Regions from separate parts of the Zea mays genome. Here region 2 is linked to region 1. Evidence: chromatin contacts called from public Hi-C data. All regions are on one chromosome and are shown on one strand. Each heading gives the region's core, a stretch centred on a gene start, on an enhancer-like site or on the middle of the called end of the contact. The rest is flanking DNA. Distances are from core to core; before and after follow the strand shown. Region 1 holds the start of LOC103643963. Region 2 holds the start of LOC100281671 (homeodomain protein JUBEL1).

What was found. A called contact is a pair of places that touch in the nucleus more often than the background predicts.
Region 2: a Hi-C map of tassel shows a contact between it and region 1, with 5 times the contacts expected there. The contact joins the promoter of LOC100281671 here to the promoter of LOC103643963 in region 1. A contact is called at or near these places in 7 of 25 Hi-C or Micro-C datasets (bundle sheath, ear, endosperm and 3 more).

The regions. Positions count from the first base shown.
Region 1 is chr1:279,398,165-279,405,702 of Zm-B73-REFERENCE-NAM-5.0, reverse strand. It overlaps LOC103643963, which reads right to left and starts at 3,329. Exons shown (of 16, transcript XM_035964372.1): 1 at 2,838-3,329; 2 at 2,028-2,387; 3 at 1,800-1,940; 4 at 1,520-1,652; 5 at 1,310-1,423; 6 at 1,068-1,216; 7 at 416-508; 8 at 176-236; 9 at 1-43. The coding sequence starts at 2,900. LOC100275243 reads right to left here and starts at 7,239. Exons shown (of 3, transcript NM_001149377.1): 1 at 6,989-7,239; 2 at 6,847-6,893; 3 at 6,274-6,646. The coding sequence starts at 7,178. The coding sequence ends at 6,512. TRNAV-CAC (transfer RNA valine (anticodon CAC)) reads right to left here and starts at 6,105; the gene lies at 6,032-6,105.
Region 2 is chr1:279,655,850-279,662,868 of Zm-B73-REFERENCE-NAM-5.0, reverse strand. It overlaps LOC100281671 (homeodomain protein JUBEL1), which reads left to right and starts at 1,821. Exons shown (of 5, transcript NM_001154591.2): 1 at 1,821-2,175; 2 at 2,451-3,830; 3 at 5,464-5,849; 4 at 7,001-7,019. The coding sequence starts at 2,505.

The DNA of each region.
Region 1 (7,538 bases), core at 2,080-4,579:
GTCATGATCTCATTCATTAAGAGCCTCTTCTCCCAATGTGAACCTAATAGTATATCAAACATCAAAACAAATGAATGTGTTTGGAAACTTGCATGATGCATACATATAACAGCAAATGAAAAAAGGAAAGAAAGAAAAATAAAAATTAAGACCATAAAGGGTGCATGTTATCTACCTGAGGTGCCCCGGCCTCCCCCGTCTTCCAATTCTAACCCAGTGAAGTTTTGGGAAAATGCCTAGCACAAGAGTACAAGACAAAAACCGGTTAGTTTATATGAAGTGATTTTCTAAGTAAAGAGCATGAAAACAAATTGGTTAGTTTATATGAAGGGGTTTTCTAAGTAAAGAGCATGAAAATAAATAACTGTCGCCAATGACTCAATTAACTTTTTCCACATCTTTAGTTAGAACTTACTCCATAATGATGTCTCGCGTGCATGACAACTCGTGGTAGGACAACACGAGTAACCATTCTTCCAAGCTTTTTATCCAAACTTTGAGCAGTAACCTGAAGGAACAAATAGATAAACATAGATTAGAGAAGAATATTGGTTGTTAAGCTAAGCATGCCACACTGTGTGGAATTTTATTCTTTTTGTCCAGTACATATTCACACACAAGTATGGAGGTCATGTTCTCAAATTCTTCAGCAATCATTGAGTTGCTGGCATACATTTTAACATAAATGTCATCGTGAGCTGGTTGCCCAACATGTGATGTGACAAAGCTTACAGCAGACCGATGAGGTCTACACGTAACTCCCAAGACTCCAACTTATAAGCACCTGCAACCTAAATTATATCTAACCATTTTTTAGGATTATCCGCTTAACTGCCCTTGTATTACCACCATATAGTGGTAATTGCCAAAGCGATTATTCCATAAACCAGCAAAGTTGACATCACCCATCGAATTTCTAGCGCTTTAGTCATAGAAACATTAAAAGCAGGTCGAAGTGCAACCCAAATTTAAATAAGGTAATGCACTGACATTTTGAGCATTAGGGTCTATTTTAAGCAAAAGAAAATATATCACAATACTGAAGTGGGAAATACATTGTTGAGTACCTGACCACGTCTCCTTTTCCTTTCATCACGAAAATGTGTGAAGGCATGAGGATCAAACCCTAGAACATGCATAACCTCGTGTATTAGAGTAGCTGAAAGTAATGTTTCAGCTTCAGCTGTCAAATGACGAGGGGCCACATTAACATGTCCTAAAAGCAGAAAAAGAATACATGTAGGGTCAGAACAACACTAGAAACCCCTGGCATGTGGATGTCTGTACTTAATTGAGTTGGTTCACAAACCTGCAATGGCCCGACCCCACTGGTCACGTTCACAGGCCACAGCCCATGCAAGGGTGTTACCTGTTGTTGGTCTAGTTGTTACTAAGAGGACTAAATCAGCATTAGCAACACCATCTGCAATTGAGGAGAGATTCACATGAAAACATAGTCAGGCAATTAGCAGGCAAGAATGCAAGATTGCTAAACTGATTCATTAAAACTGAAAATTACCTTCAACATACGCATGAGGTAGTTGTACACCTCCATCCTGACCACAAGCTGAGTACCCACTGAGCCGTAGGTTCCCCTTGACAGGTTCAACAGCTAGAGCTTTTCTAAACCACTCTACTGTTTGCCCCAGTGCCTGTTAAATGATTCTCAACAACAAAACAGAAGTCAGAAAAATATGGAAATGGGGATATGGATGATACAGCTTCTATACCAGTCCAGAGTGTTCGGTATGCATTTGAACTGAACCTTCAGAGAGACAACAAAAGCATGAGAACTGCACCTTACGGAGACGTTGCCTCTTGTCTTTCCCAGCTATGTCCTCAAGGGTGCAATTGTACCAGCAGTCTCCCACCAGTGGTGGATCACCATGAGGATCGCATATAGGTGTTCCTGGTGCTGATGATACAGGAGGTTCGCCAAGCTACCAAATAGAAACAACAGTTTCAATTCTACTACACAGATAAAATAGCTGGTGGTGCAATGAGAAAAGCTAATGTGACAAACTGACCTTCACGATGTCGCCAACATTTTTACAATCACGGTCGGGCGAATGCCCGACGGCATCATAATTGAGGTATATTCGTATTGGCTTCCTGGCATTCTCGTGCGGAGCACGCCAAGATGACATGCCCAACAAGTGTCGTCCTCTTACACGCTCCGCATCCTCCCGAGACTCATGGTACACTTGTGGCATGACAGAGTACTCCTTCCTCCCAGCTCGTCGCCGTTGATGTAGTATCTCGTCGTGGATGCAGGAGTGGCTAAGGTAGACATCCTTTTCTCCAGCTTCAGAGTCTTGCAGAAACGATCCTTTGCTTTCACCAGAATCCGCACCAGCTCCGCGAGTGCAGACTAGAACCAACACAATCTGCAACACGAGAAAAGAATTGAAAGAAAAATCGTCGGGATCAATACAAAAAGCACGGTTCCTCCTTACAATGGTACTTGAACGCAAGTTATAAGAAGCCCAAATGTTCACGAAAGAGAGAGCAAACGTCAAGCAATCCACATATAAATGATAAAACCCTAGGTGTACCTAAATTTGGTCGCGCCCCAAGCATCCAAAAATAGCTCCGAGAGACAGACAAATATTTGTTGCCCCAAAAGTGCGCAGAGAAACAGTAAAACCCTACGCGCAGCAGGGAAGCCAAATATCTGAAATCAACCTCCAAACACGATGCCCGCATCAGCCTATACCAAATCCGCTGAGAGCACGCTGAGCCCCCCGAACTTTCCCGACCACTCCGCCCCGAATCTGTACTCAGCTCCCACCGCCCGCCCGCCAAAACCCGTACCGGATCGAAGGCAGTGGGCTCACCTCGACGCTGACGAGCCAGAGCACCCCACAGCGCCAGCCGCGGGGCGGTGCCCCGGCCTCCATGTACGCAGCCGCCGCCCGCAGCGCCCCGCCACTCCCATTCACGGCCTCGGACGCGACGCCGCGGCCGCGAGCCTCCGTGTCATCGCCCGAGCAATTCCGCCCCTCCGCCTGCGCCCGCCTTGAAGCCCGCGCCTCGCCGCCGTGGACGGGTCCCGCTGCGCGCAGAGACCCACGGGGACCTGCGCGCGTAAGCGCAAGCGCAACCACCGCACAGCCGCCTCGGCGGGCGGCCGCTGGAGCGGATCGAGGCAGGGCCGCGCGGCGCGGCGCGGCGCCGGAGTGATTAGGGTTTGGTGGGGGAGCTGGCTGCCCGCCCAACGCGCGCGGAGGACAGGGGAGGAGGCGACGCGGGCAGGTGAGGTGTGCGGGAGTGGTGGTGGATTTAGTCGTGAAGGCTAGAGCAGAAGGGGGGGCACTGAGGAGGAGAGAAGGGCAGGCAGACAGAGCCGAGATTTTATTATTAAGACCGAGTAAAACGGGAAAAAGGAATTTCAGCATTTAACTTAATTACGTACTAGTATTCCTGTTTTCTTTGCTAACCTCTCCTCCCTCTCGCTGTGCAGCTGAGGTTCACCACCGGGTTGCCAGCCCTGGCACTGGCAGTTGGGGGGCGCCGCACCGCACGCGCACGGACGGGGTTTCGGGCGGAGACGCGGAGCCGTATGGTTTTTTTTTTGTACCGTTGCGGGGAGTGGGCAACTGGCAGCACGAAGCCTCAGGCCTAGAGATGGCAATGGGGACCCGATCCCCGATTCCCCGCGGGGAATTCCTCTATTAGGGGACGGGGATGGGAAAATTTCTTCCCCCACGGGGATGTAAATGGGGAAATTTTCTCCCCCGACGGGTAAATGGGGACGGGGATGGGGAATCCCCGTTCCCCGCGGGGACCCGTTAAACTTACATATGACAATGTTTTTATATAATAGTTAATAATAGAAATAAATAATTATCTTGACAAAAGATCACTAGTTGTACAAATGCGTTCATTTTAATGTACACATAATGATTTTTACATCTAACAATGTGTATAAGTGACAATGTTTTACATTAATAATAAATGAAGTACGATCTAATTATAATTTAAGCGGGTACGGGGATCCCCGATGGGGATTTATCCCCGCGGGTAATGGGGATGGGGAAGAAATGTCCCCCGCAAACGTTCGTGGGGATCCCCGCGGGGAAAAATTTTCGTCGCGGGGACGGGGATGGGGAGCTAAAACCCGACGGGGAATTCCCCGTTGCCATCCCTACTCAGGCCTCGGCTCCCTTGAACTTTTGCGATCTTGTTCGGCAGATTCTGTTGGGTGGCCTCCTGACTTCCTTGTCTTTACAAAGATGGATGAAAGCAGCACGAAAGGGAAGCCGTAATGTTCTGTTCCTGCAAAAAAAAGAAACTCATGTTGCAATTCATTGTTCATACACATAGACCGACTGTTTCTGAAGAAGAAACTAATTAAAGCAACTAGGCACACCCACTAGTTTTACGCAAGGTCTGAGAACTTGCAGCGGAGTACGTAAGGTAGTTCGTAATCAACCGTTGCCCGTACCGGTGTACGAGAACGAGCTTAGCTTGGGGTTTTTCTCTCCTCTGCCCTGCCCAGAAAGAATGATGCACCGCACGTTCCGTTAGAGGAGCGATGACGCCACGTCACGTTCGCGTTTCATCGCCGCCGCGACGGGGCACCCTGTCGGCGATCGGCCAGTTTCCACCGTCACCCTCGAACAGAAACGGGTGGACGATGCGGAGCACTAGCTGGGAATGGGCGTGACGTGACGGGGGCTGGCAGATGGTTGGGGAACGGGTGCGTTTGCATCACCGTTGCGGGCCACCTAACCTAACCACGCCTAATCTAACGCAACCACTCCGCGCCTCCGCTGGTCAAGCCGGCCGCTGCCAAATGTCGCCGGCCTCGATAGGATCAGAGGAGCAGCTGGACAGAGTGGAGTGGAGGCATTATGCGTGGTCCAACTCCAACCCGACCAAAGCGGCTGCCGCGATTTTTCACCACTTTGCGGGTGATCCGCGCGTCGCGAGTGCGGTGAAAACGGCAGGAATGGAATCTGGATCGGTGCTGCTGTGCTCACGTGGCCCACTGCACAACCTTATCCGGCCACGTGGGTCCGTGTGGCTGCGCCCTGTGGGGTTTGAAGTTCGATTAAGATTAATTGATTAGTGCGGACGTGCGGTCGACAAAAAAAAAAGTTATGCTAGCACGCGCACGGCCGCGCAAGTCAAAGAGGCGTTGCAGCTAGGCCGGCCAGGGCCAACCGGTGGATACCGTGGTCTGATGCGTGACGCCCTGGTTGGAGACATTTGGCTGGATCATCAAGCAGGAATGCAGCAGGTGATGTTCAAACAGGCCGTCCGGTCTGCCCGATTTGGGTCTGACCCACTAGAAACGGTTAGAAAACGGAGCTATACCTGATAGGTCCGTGGGTCCGACACGCTATGAAGTTAAATGGGTTGGACTGGACTAGCCCATAAGCACGAAAAAAGCGTGCCGAAAAGCACGGTTCAGTAAAAAAAGGTCAAGTGCTAAATAGCTCGTGCTAGACTGCCAGGCTAGCACGACTTGTTTGATTCTCTGTCCGAGTTCGACCCGTCGTGTCGGGTCAGTCCGAGCTAAATAGGTCGGACTTGGATGAAAAAACATGCTTCGGATCGGTCTTGAGTTTGCTGTACATCTATAACTGCAGCTACAGGCTGTCGCGTGTTTATTTGGGTTTTTGGTCAACCGATCAGCTACAATACGCTGCTTGCTGTTGCTGTTTCGAGTTGTGGCCAGAATTCCTAGGCCTTTGGTTCAGCCGGAAGGGAAAGGATAGTTGATACTTCTTTTCCGCAAAAAAAAAAAATGCACCGTCTGATGTCTGAGTAACATAGCAAGGTTGAAGAAGCAACCGATACTTGTTTAAGAACTTCCATAGGCTGTCTGCTGCTGTTGTGACTGAATCAGCCGGAAGGGCAAGGGTACTTGTTTGATTGTTTCCCGCATAAATGAATTGCATTAGTCTGGTGTCTGAGAGTATTTGTTTATAAAATCAATGAAGAAACCAGCAAAATATGGGAGTGCAGAGTATAACAAATGAACGCACAAAAAAGAGATCTTTCTCTTTTTTCACAAAATAATTGTCTGAGCCCAGGTTCGAACTGGGGACCTTTAGTGTGTGAGACTAACGTGATAACCAACTACACCACCCAGACATCCTGTTAATTGTAATAACAAATTATATTTTATATGATAGTCTACATCAGATTTTGCAATTCACCGTACATGCATTGCACATTGACTCTCCGTGCGGAGATTAACTTGTAGTGAATCTTCAGGTTGTGTTTTGTTTTCTGTCTGTGAACAGAAAGTCAGGCATCGTGTATTTGAAATTTTCTAATCTTTGTTTATGTTGCGAACGAGATAACATGTTTCCTCGCTCGCTCTCGCTGTAACAGGAAAACAAACACGACGTAGTACGCTCAGTCAATCATATACGGAGTACTTGTTTACACAAAGCGTGCCATAGCTAGAGCGGGAACACGAAGAATCCTGCGAGAATTTTCACCCCGTGCGACCGGCCGGCCCTCCATGATCGACCATTCGATCCTGCTCATTAGACTACCTGTTCTTGTCGAGCCACTCGAGGATCCGTTTCTCCGACTCCGTGCGCTCCTCTTCCGTCTTCTCTCTGACCTGGCCCTCGATGAGCCCGAAGTAGTCCCTGTAGTTCCTCTTGTTGTAGTCATCCAGCCTCTGGAACATGAGCATATCAACATGATCAGTGCCGTGTTTTCAGTCCTTCAATGTATATCGTTCGCTTAAATACGTAATCAAGCCTCTCTTAAAAGTGTCCATGTTTGTGGGATGGTTAGTTCACTCCACCCATTCTTACCCCTCAATCGACTGGCAACGATAGGGCACTATTAAACCACGGGAAAAGAGTCTCCAGTTACCTCCTTGTCGTTCTTTTCCTTGTTCTCCTTCGATTTCTTCAGATACTCTGTGCGCACGCGGACCCGCATTAGTTTACATGCAAAGGAACCACGAATACCAATTCCTCAAGCCCAGGAAAGGTCTGATCAGTTTCCCGCTCACCTTGCAGTAGAGCCTTCCTCGATTCGCTGCCGCCAGGTATGGCCGCAGTGGACATCAGCAGCGTCAGAAGGCACCTCCTGCTGACTCCATTCCTCCGAGCCAAGGTGGCGGCGGCCTGATGGAGATGCTTCGCGGTCGCGACTGCTGGCCGATGGAACGATGGAGCTGCCGGCCTTGTGATTGGATCCATCGGGTTCGCTTGCGGATGAGCCAGTTGGATGGTGCTGCTGGACGCTAGTAGATTGCTAGCTAGCTAGCAGCTGCTGCTTTGATATGTGGAAGTCATGAGAGGAACCAAGGCCACAGGTTTTTCTGGGTGGTGACAAAGACAGTCTGAGAGACTGTCTTCAGCGCCTGAGGAGAAATTTGTATTTTTTTCGACTCCAGACAATAAAACTTAAAACATGTTACACTTCATTTTAATGATATTTTGTGCATCACATGCAAAAGACAAAAGAACGCAGAAGGTCAAAATTGTATGCCCAGGTGGATGGTCTCGATGACCAGGTATTCTTCCTGGGTAGACTACATTTCACAGCATCATATTTTG
Region 2 (7,019 bases), core at 572-3,071, 260 kb before region 1:
GTCTCTCTTCCGACCCCGCTAGCTCAGGCGGATTAGACAGAAAAGTCAAGACGACCATGCAGACTGCCCGCATGGCCGGAGAAACGCGCGCGACGCATGCACCGAGCTATCTATCCCCTCAACCGCCTCTCTTAAAACCCCACCATCACTGCGCGCTAAACGCTACAGCAAGAAAGCCTAGAAAAAGGGCCTGGACGTGCCGAACGCCGAGCAGGTCAACGTACGGCCAGGATCATCAGCAAGGAAAAAATTAATAAAAAAGGGCGAAGCCGGCCGGTTGGATTATTAGCGGTTGGGGACGGATTGATTAGGCCTGCACAGCACACACGCGCGCAGTAGTAGCGTCGTCAGGTTTAGGGTGTGTTTGGTTTGACTTTTGGCTTTGGCTTTTGTTTCTCTAAAAACCAAAAGCCAACCAAAGGGCTGGATCCAGGAAGCAGCTTTTTCTAAAAGCCGACTTTCTCGTAGTGCAAATCTGAAAGCACCTCTGGACCTGCTTTTAGTGGCTTTTCGGATGGAACTATGAAAACATATATCGAAGAATTTTTAACGACTTTTAGTGGTTTCCATCAAACGGTTTTTAGCTTTTTAACAACTTACAGCCTACAGCAGCTTTTTCCACAGCTCACAGCCCACAGCAACTTTTTTCACAGCCACAGCCCAACCAAACAGACCCTTAGCGACGCTCTCGCACACCACAGCCGCACGCGCGCCCGCGTGGTTGAGACGAATCTGCAGCGGCGCAAGCGCAACAGCAATCCCGCTTTCGTTTTCCTTTCTCCATTTAATTAAATGTTTCATCAGAAAGCAGGCGGGGAAAAAAATAAAGCATAGGAGATTCGTCGCACCCACCACCGGCCGGGCCGAGATTTTTTTTTATCATTTTCTCGGTTTCGCAATAAAGGCGAGGACGTAAACATATGGCGTTGGTTGGATCGGAGGAGCTAGCTAGCATAGCACACGGAAAGTTTTGCTTATCTTTTTTATATATTTTTTGCATAAAAAAAAGATAATTTGATCTGCCGGGGTGGATTATTTCCTCCTCGCGCGCCTCGGCTGCAGGGGCGTCCCCGAGTGCTGGTCAATTTCGAAATGAAAAAGAAAAGATGGAAAGACGCAGAGAGGGACGCCTCCTCATCGCTTTCTTTTCCCATCAGACGACCCTGCCCCCTTTACTTGCTTTCCATCTGTTTTTTTCCTCCCCTCTGCCTCCCTGCTGGATAATACTCGACATGATCAACATCATCTTCCATTCCACCTTGTATCTAGCTCGCACAGCGAGCGAGGGGAGCGAGATAGTTGGTCGGCTGCCGGTACGGTGTGTGTACATGTACTAGCTAGGCGCTCGCTCGAATTGTTGCATGTTGAGAAGTACCCATATATAGCGGCTAGCTGCAGCTAGTCTCTTGCTAAAAATCAGCTGTAAAGTCATTCGAGGATAGAAAACAAAAGAGCCATGAAAAGGAGAGAGAGAGCTAGAGTGGATGGGTGGGGGGGACAAATGAAAACAAGCGTACGACATCACCAGCACCAGCAACAATAACTTAACCACAACACAACAACGACGCCCGATTATTAAACGCGGTACAAGCGAGGGCATAAAAGAAAAAAGAGGGATCCCCAAAGGAGGAATGGAGAGGGAGAGCTAGCGAGGCCAGGGACAGCGACGTCTTCCTTTCCTCCTCCCCCCCTCTGGACTGAGCACGCCCCCGTCCAACTCCAATATCTGCAGCAGCAGTCACGGCGGCAGGAGGAGAGCTAGGGAGGGGAAAAGGAGCTCGGTTTTTTTATATACCAACCGGCCACCCGCCCTACGCGCTACTACTATAGCCTAGCTAGAGCCAGCTGCTTGCCTCGCCCTCCCCTTTGCGCGTCGTCGCGCTCCTCGCCGTCCCCCTCTCTCGGAATCGGAAGGCGATCGATCGCACAAGGCTGCGTCTGCGTGCTCGGCCGCCGCCCGACCCGACCGGACAAGGAGGGGAGGGGGCAAAAAAAATATATAGTTAGTCACACGCACGCAGCACAGGAGGGAGGAGAGGGATTGAGGGATAAAGAAATTTCGGGAGACAAGGAGAGAGAGACAGAGATGGAGAGGAGCGGCTGGACTCGGAGGCAGGCCTTTCACTACTCCCGCACCCAGATAACGATGTGGTAGCTAGTTCCTCTTAGGCTAAGGTAAGCAGCAGCGCCGGGAGCTAGCTCCTCCTCACTATCCTGCATGCTTCGTTCCTTCGTTCAGCTTTGGTTGCCCGGTCGATCGATCGGTTCTTTTTTGTTTCTTCGTATACATGCAAAGCTAGCTAGTTGGAGAGTTCCTTTATTTTTCGATTTCTTTGCTTTGGGAGAGTGCAATTCGGTTCATCGTCTTCTTAATTTGGATTCTATATTCGTTTTCCCCGCCTGGCCGGTGCTTATTACGATGGTGCTGCTGCTGCTCATGAGCTTCGCAGGAAGGAGGTCGTGGCCGGGATCCCGCCGATGATGATGACAGTGGCGCCGCCGGCATGGGCGTAGCGGCGCCACCGTACGAGACCACCACGTACGTGAGCCAACGCACCAAGATCAACATCGCAGCGATCTCCGCCGCCGCCGCCACCAGGGCGGCTACCGCGGCTTCTATGTCCCACTCGCAGGGATTCCACCAGGGCAGCGCCGGCGTCTACGGCTACTCCTCGGATGGCTTCGACCGCCCGGACGACTCCGGCCACCAGGACCATCATCAGCAGCAGCAGCACGTGGCGCAGCAGAGCCGCCGCGACAAGCTGAGGGTGCAGGGGTTCGACCCGGCCGCCGGCGGCGGCCACGGCCTGCTCCCCATCGAGGGCGACGAGCATGGCGGGCCCGGGTCCATGTACGAGCACGCGGCGGCCGCAGCTGGGGCCTCCAACATGCTCTCCGAGATGTTCAACTTCCCCGCGCCGCCGTCGGGGCCCTCCGCCACCGAGCTGCTGGCCAGCCAGATGGGCGCCAACTACCGCTTCGGGGGGCTACGGCAGCAGCAGCAGCAGGGGCCCGGAGGGGTGGTGGCTGGCTTGTCCGGCGACGGCGGTTGGTTCGTCGGGGCCGGCGCGGCGGGTCGTGCTGCTGGCTTGGTCCTCGGTGGTGGGGCCAACATGGGGTCGTTAGGTGAAACGTCGTCCCCGAAGCAGCAGGGCAGCATGGCTGGGCTGGCCACCGACCCGGCCGCCGCGATGCAGCTCTTCCTGATGAACCCGCAGCAGCAGCAGCAGTCCAGATCGTCGCCGCCGTCGCCGTCGGACGTCCAGGTCCAGCACCACGAGGCGGCGTTCCAGGCGTTCGGAAACGCCGGGGCCCCGTTTGGCGGCGGCGCCGGGACCGGCGTCGTGGAAGGCCAGGGGCTGTCCCTGTCGCTGTCGCCGTCGCTGCAGCAGCTGGAGATGGCGAAGCAGGCCGAGGAGCTGAGGGTCCGGGACGGCGTGCTCTACTTCAACCGCCAGCAGCAGCAGCAGCAGCAGCAGCTGCCGATGGCATTGCACGGCCAGGTCGGCGCGCTGGGGCAGCAGCTGCACGTCGGCTACGGCCCCGCCGGCGTCGCGGGCGTGCTGCGCAACTCCAAGTACACCCGCGCGGCGCAGGAGCTCCTCGAGGAGTTCTGCAGCGTCGGGCGCGGGCAGATCAAGGGCGGCGGGCGAGGGGCCTCGGCGTCTAACCCTAACAACAACCCGGGCAACAAGGGCGGCGCCTCCAGCTCCGGCGCCGCCGCGCAGTCCCCGTCGTCCGCGCCCAACAAGGAGCCCCCGCAGCTGTCCCCCGCCGACCGGTTCGAGCAGCAGCGCAAGAAGGCCAAGCTCATCTCCATGCTCGACGAGGCACGTCCACTGTCTCATCATCCACACACACACACACGCGGACTCCATCCGTTCCCCTCCTTTCTGCTTCATCGTCTATCTAGCTTGCATGCATATAGCTAGGTGCATGGGTTTGCTGACGCCATAGCTAATAAGCTCCGGCCGACGACGACGCTCGATCGTGGCCACGGAGGCGCGCGGCGCTAGTTAAGGTAGTTGCGGCCGCGGCGGTAGGTGTGCAGAGCCGGTACGTACGTAGCAGTACAGTACTACAACCGATGATCCAGCAGAAGCAGCAGCTACTAGCTGGTGGTACGAGAGAGGAGAGAGAGGGGAGATCTTGTTTTTTTTTATTTTTTTTACTGCCACAAGTCATTCTTTCCTGCCGGAGGTGGCAGGTGGCCGCCAATGGCATGCAAGGATGCGGCGCTGCAGCAGGAGCCGCCGCCACACCACACAAACTCCAAGAGGGATATGAATCTTCTAATCATAGTAACATCGATCCCATCCCATATGGCTCGGTTTCCTTTTTGTGCGGTTGTTGGTGCGGCTGGCTGATGCATTCATCGCCTCCCCTCCCATTTTCTTTATGCGCCAATCGGTCCGTCCGCCTGCCTCTTCTCTCTCCGTATCCCCCCCCCCCCCCCCCACGCGCAAAGGGGAAAGAAGTACGGGAGGCTGATGTTACTAGCTGCTGGTAATTGTTTATGCGCGGCGGGCGGAGTCGTCACTACTACCTAATTTCGATTTCGTAAGCATTTGGTTCGACTAGAAGGTATAAATAAATAAAAATCTGTAAACTCATATAAATATACATGCATGCACCGGTGGTTGGTGTGCAGGCTGCTGCTGCAATCATGCAAGATCAATGCCAGCAGCATCAGCTAACACAGCTAGCTAGCAGTAGCTTATTACGGTCTTCTCGGTCGGCACTGCTACAATTGGCACTGCAGGGAAGCAAGTACGAGAGCTAGTGTTACAACGAACCCGTCGTTGCTATAGCTAGCTAGCTGCGTACATGCATGATTGGGCCGGGATCGAGAGAGGGGAGGTGGGAGAGGGAGCTATAGCTCGCGTCGCTCGCTCTCAGTGACCACCGCGCGCGCGCGCGCCCGCGGCAGCTGGATGGAGCTTGGCCACATCCACATGCATGCAGCAGCAGCTGGTCACACTGGTAGATGCGTATGGTGTGTGGCTGCCTCATCGCCCGGCTGTTGCCAAATACCGGTGGGCCTCGCCTGCTTTTGTTGCTTCCCCACCCCATTTCTCATAATTGTGCCAGCGACACATGACATGCAACGCCATGCCCATGCCTTAACTACTGCTGTGCTGCACCACACCCACACCCCATCGAGTTTTGCTTCTCGTGTTTCGTTCGATCGATCGATCCATGCATCAGCATACATTGCTTTCGATCGTACTACAAGCTACGTACCTAGCTATAGCCAGTAAGTACTGAGTAGTAGGAATTTCTTCTTCTTCTTCTTCTTCCTCCTCCTCTTTCTCCATGCATGCATTCCACGTTTCGATTATTACTTTGATTTACTAGCTAGGGAATAATAGGGATAGAACGATTAATTAATTTTCTGGTGGATATGCAACAAGTAATAACAATTTCTTGGGTACGCATATGCGTACGTGACCGTACGAGCAGGTGGACCGGCGGTACAACCACTACTGCGACCAGATGCAGATGGTGGTGAACTTCTTCGACTCGGTGATGGGGTTCGGCGCGGCGACGCCGTACACGGCGCTGGCGCAGAAGGCAATGTCGCGGCACTTCCGGTGCCTCAAGGACGCCATCGCGGCGCAGCTGCGGGCCACGTGCGAGCTGCTGGGCGAGAAGGACGCCGGCACCAGCTCGGGCCTCACCAAGGGCGAGACGCCGCGGCTGCGCGCCATCGACCAGAGCCTCCGCCAGCAGCGCGCCTTCCACCACATGGGGATGATGGAGCAGGAGGCATGGCGGCCCCAGCGCGGCCTCCCCGAGCGCTCCGTCAACATCCTCCGCTCATGGCTCTTCGAGCACTTCCTCCACCCGTACGTGTACTTCCTTTCCTCCCTTCATCATCTCGCTCGACCAATGCATGCAGCGAGCGCTCCTCTACTCGTACTCATCACGGGCAGCTTCTGCTTTGCTTTTTTTCCCCCTGCCCCCGCTGTGGTTCGCTGCTGCTGCGCTTTAGCAAAAGCAGTAATTTTTTCGAGATCCACGCTAAAAAAAATACCCGGACGACGCAGGCAGCAAGCCATGCATGCCGGGGACTGTGCGCCTGTGTATATTCCTCCCCTTTTGCCCCCCGGGGTTTAGCTTTCCCATCATTGCAGAAATTTACCTTTTTTCCTGGTTTTATTACTGCGGTCAGTCTCAGCCCGTCAGTGGCAGGAACTCTGTCGTCTGCTCTCAGCCTCTCCTCCGGAGTCCGGGCCGCCGCTAGAGAAAGAGAAGGCTGCTCTTCCGTCCGCGCGCGTTCTGCTGCGCGCATGAGCGGGCGAGGCGGGCCTTTCTGCCGCGCCCGCGAGCGAGCTGCATGCTGCTGCAACCGGCATGGGCGCGCGGGTAGCCACCGGACGACGAGCCAGCCGGCCTCCTTTTGCCTTCCACCGTGCCAGCCAGCGTCTGGTCCAGATCCCGTTATCATGCTGCCAGCCATTGCCGCCTGCTGCGAGAGATCAAAGCACCAGAGGGGGGGAATATATCGGTCTCGGAATCCGTTTTTCCCTTGGCTCCTGGCGCTGCATGCATGCATGCAGATTGCAGAGAGTGGTGGCGTGGCTGGCTGGCCTAGCTATTAGTTGCCATGCTGCTTGTGCTAGCTTGCATGTGCGTGCATGGATATCAGTGCTCGTCCGCACAGTACATATGATCATCGGTCACATTTTATAATGGGTATATGATTGGCAAATAGTGCTAAGCACGTCGCACGCAGTGGCAGTGCTGGTGCTGTTCCTGCGGCTTCTGCTGCTGCATGCACGCATAGTATGCGCTTGCAGGCTGTGTGCAGTCGGCCGCAGCTCAGCTAGCAGCCAGGCAGAAGATAGTGTGCTGCCAGCACACACGTACGTACAGGGGCAGCCTTAACACGGGTCCTTTTCTACGTGCCGTACAGTATGTGCGGCGTCGTATGGCCGGGAATGATTCTCATGTTGTGTGCATGGCTTGTTAATTTCCTCTCGTGCCGTCTCTGCAGGTACCCGAGCGACGCCGAT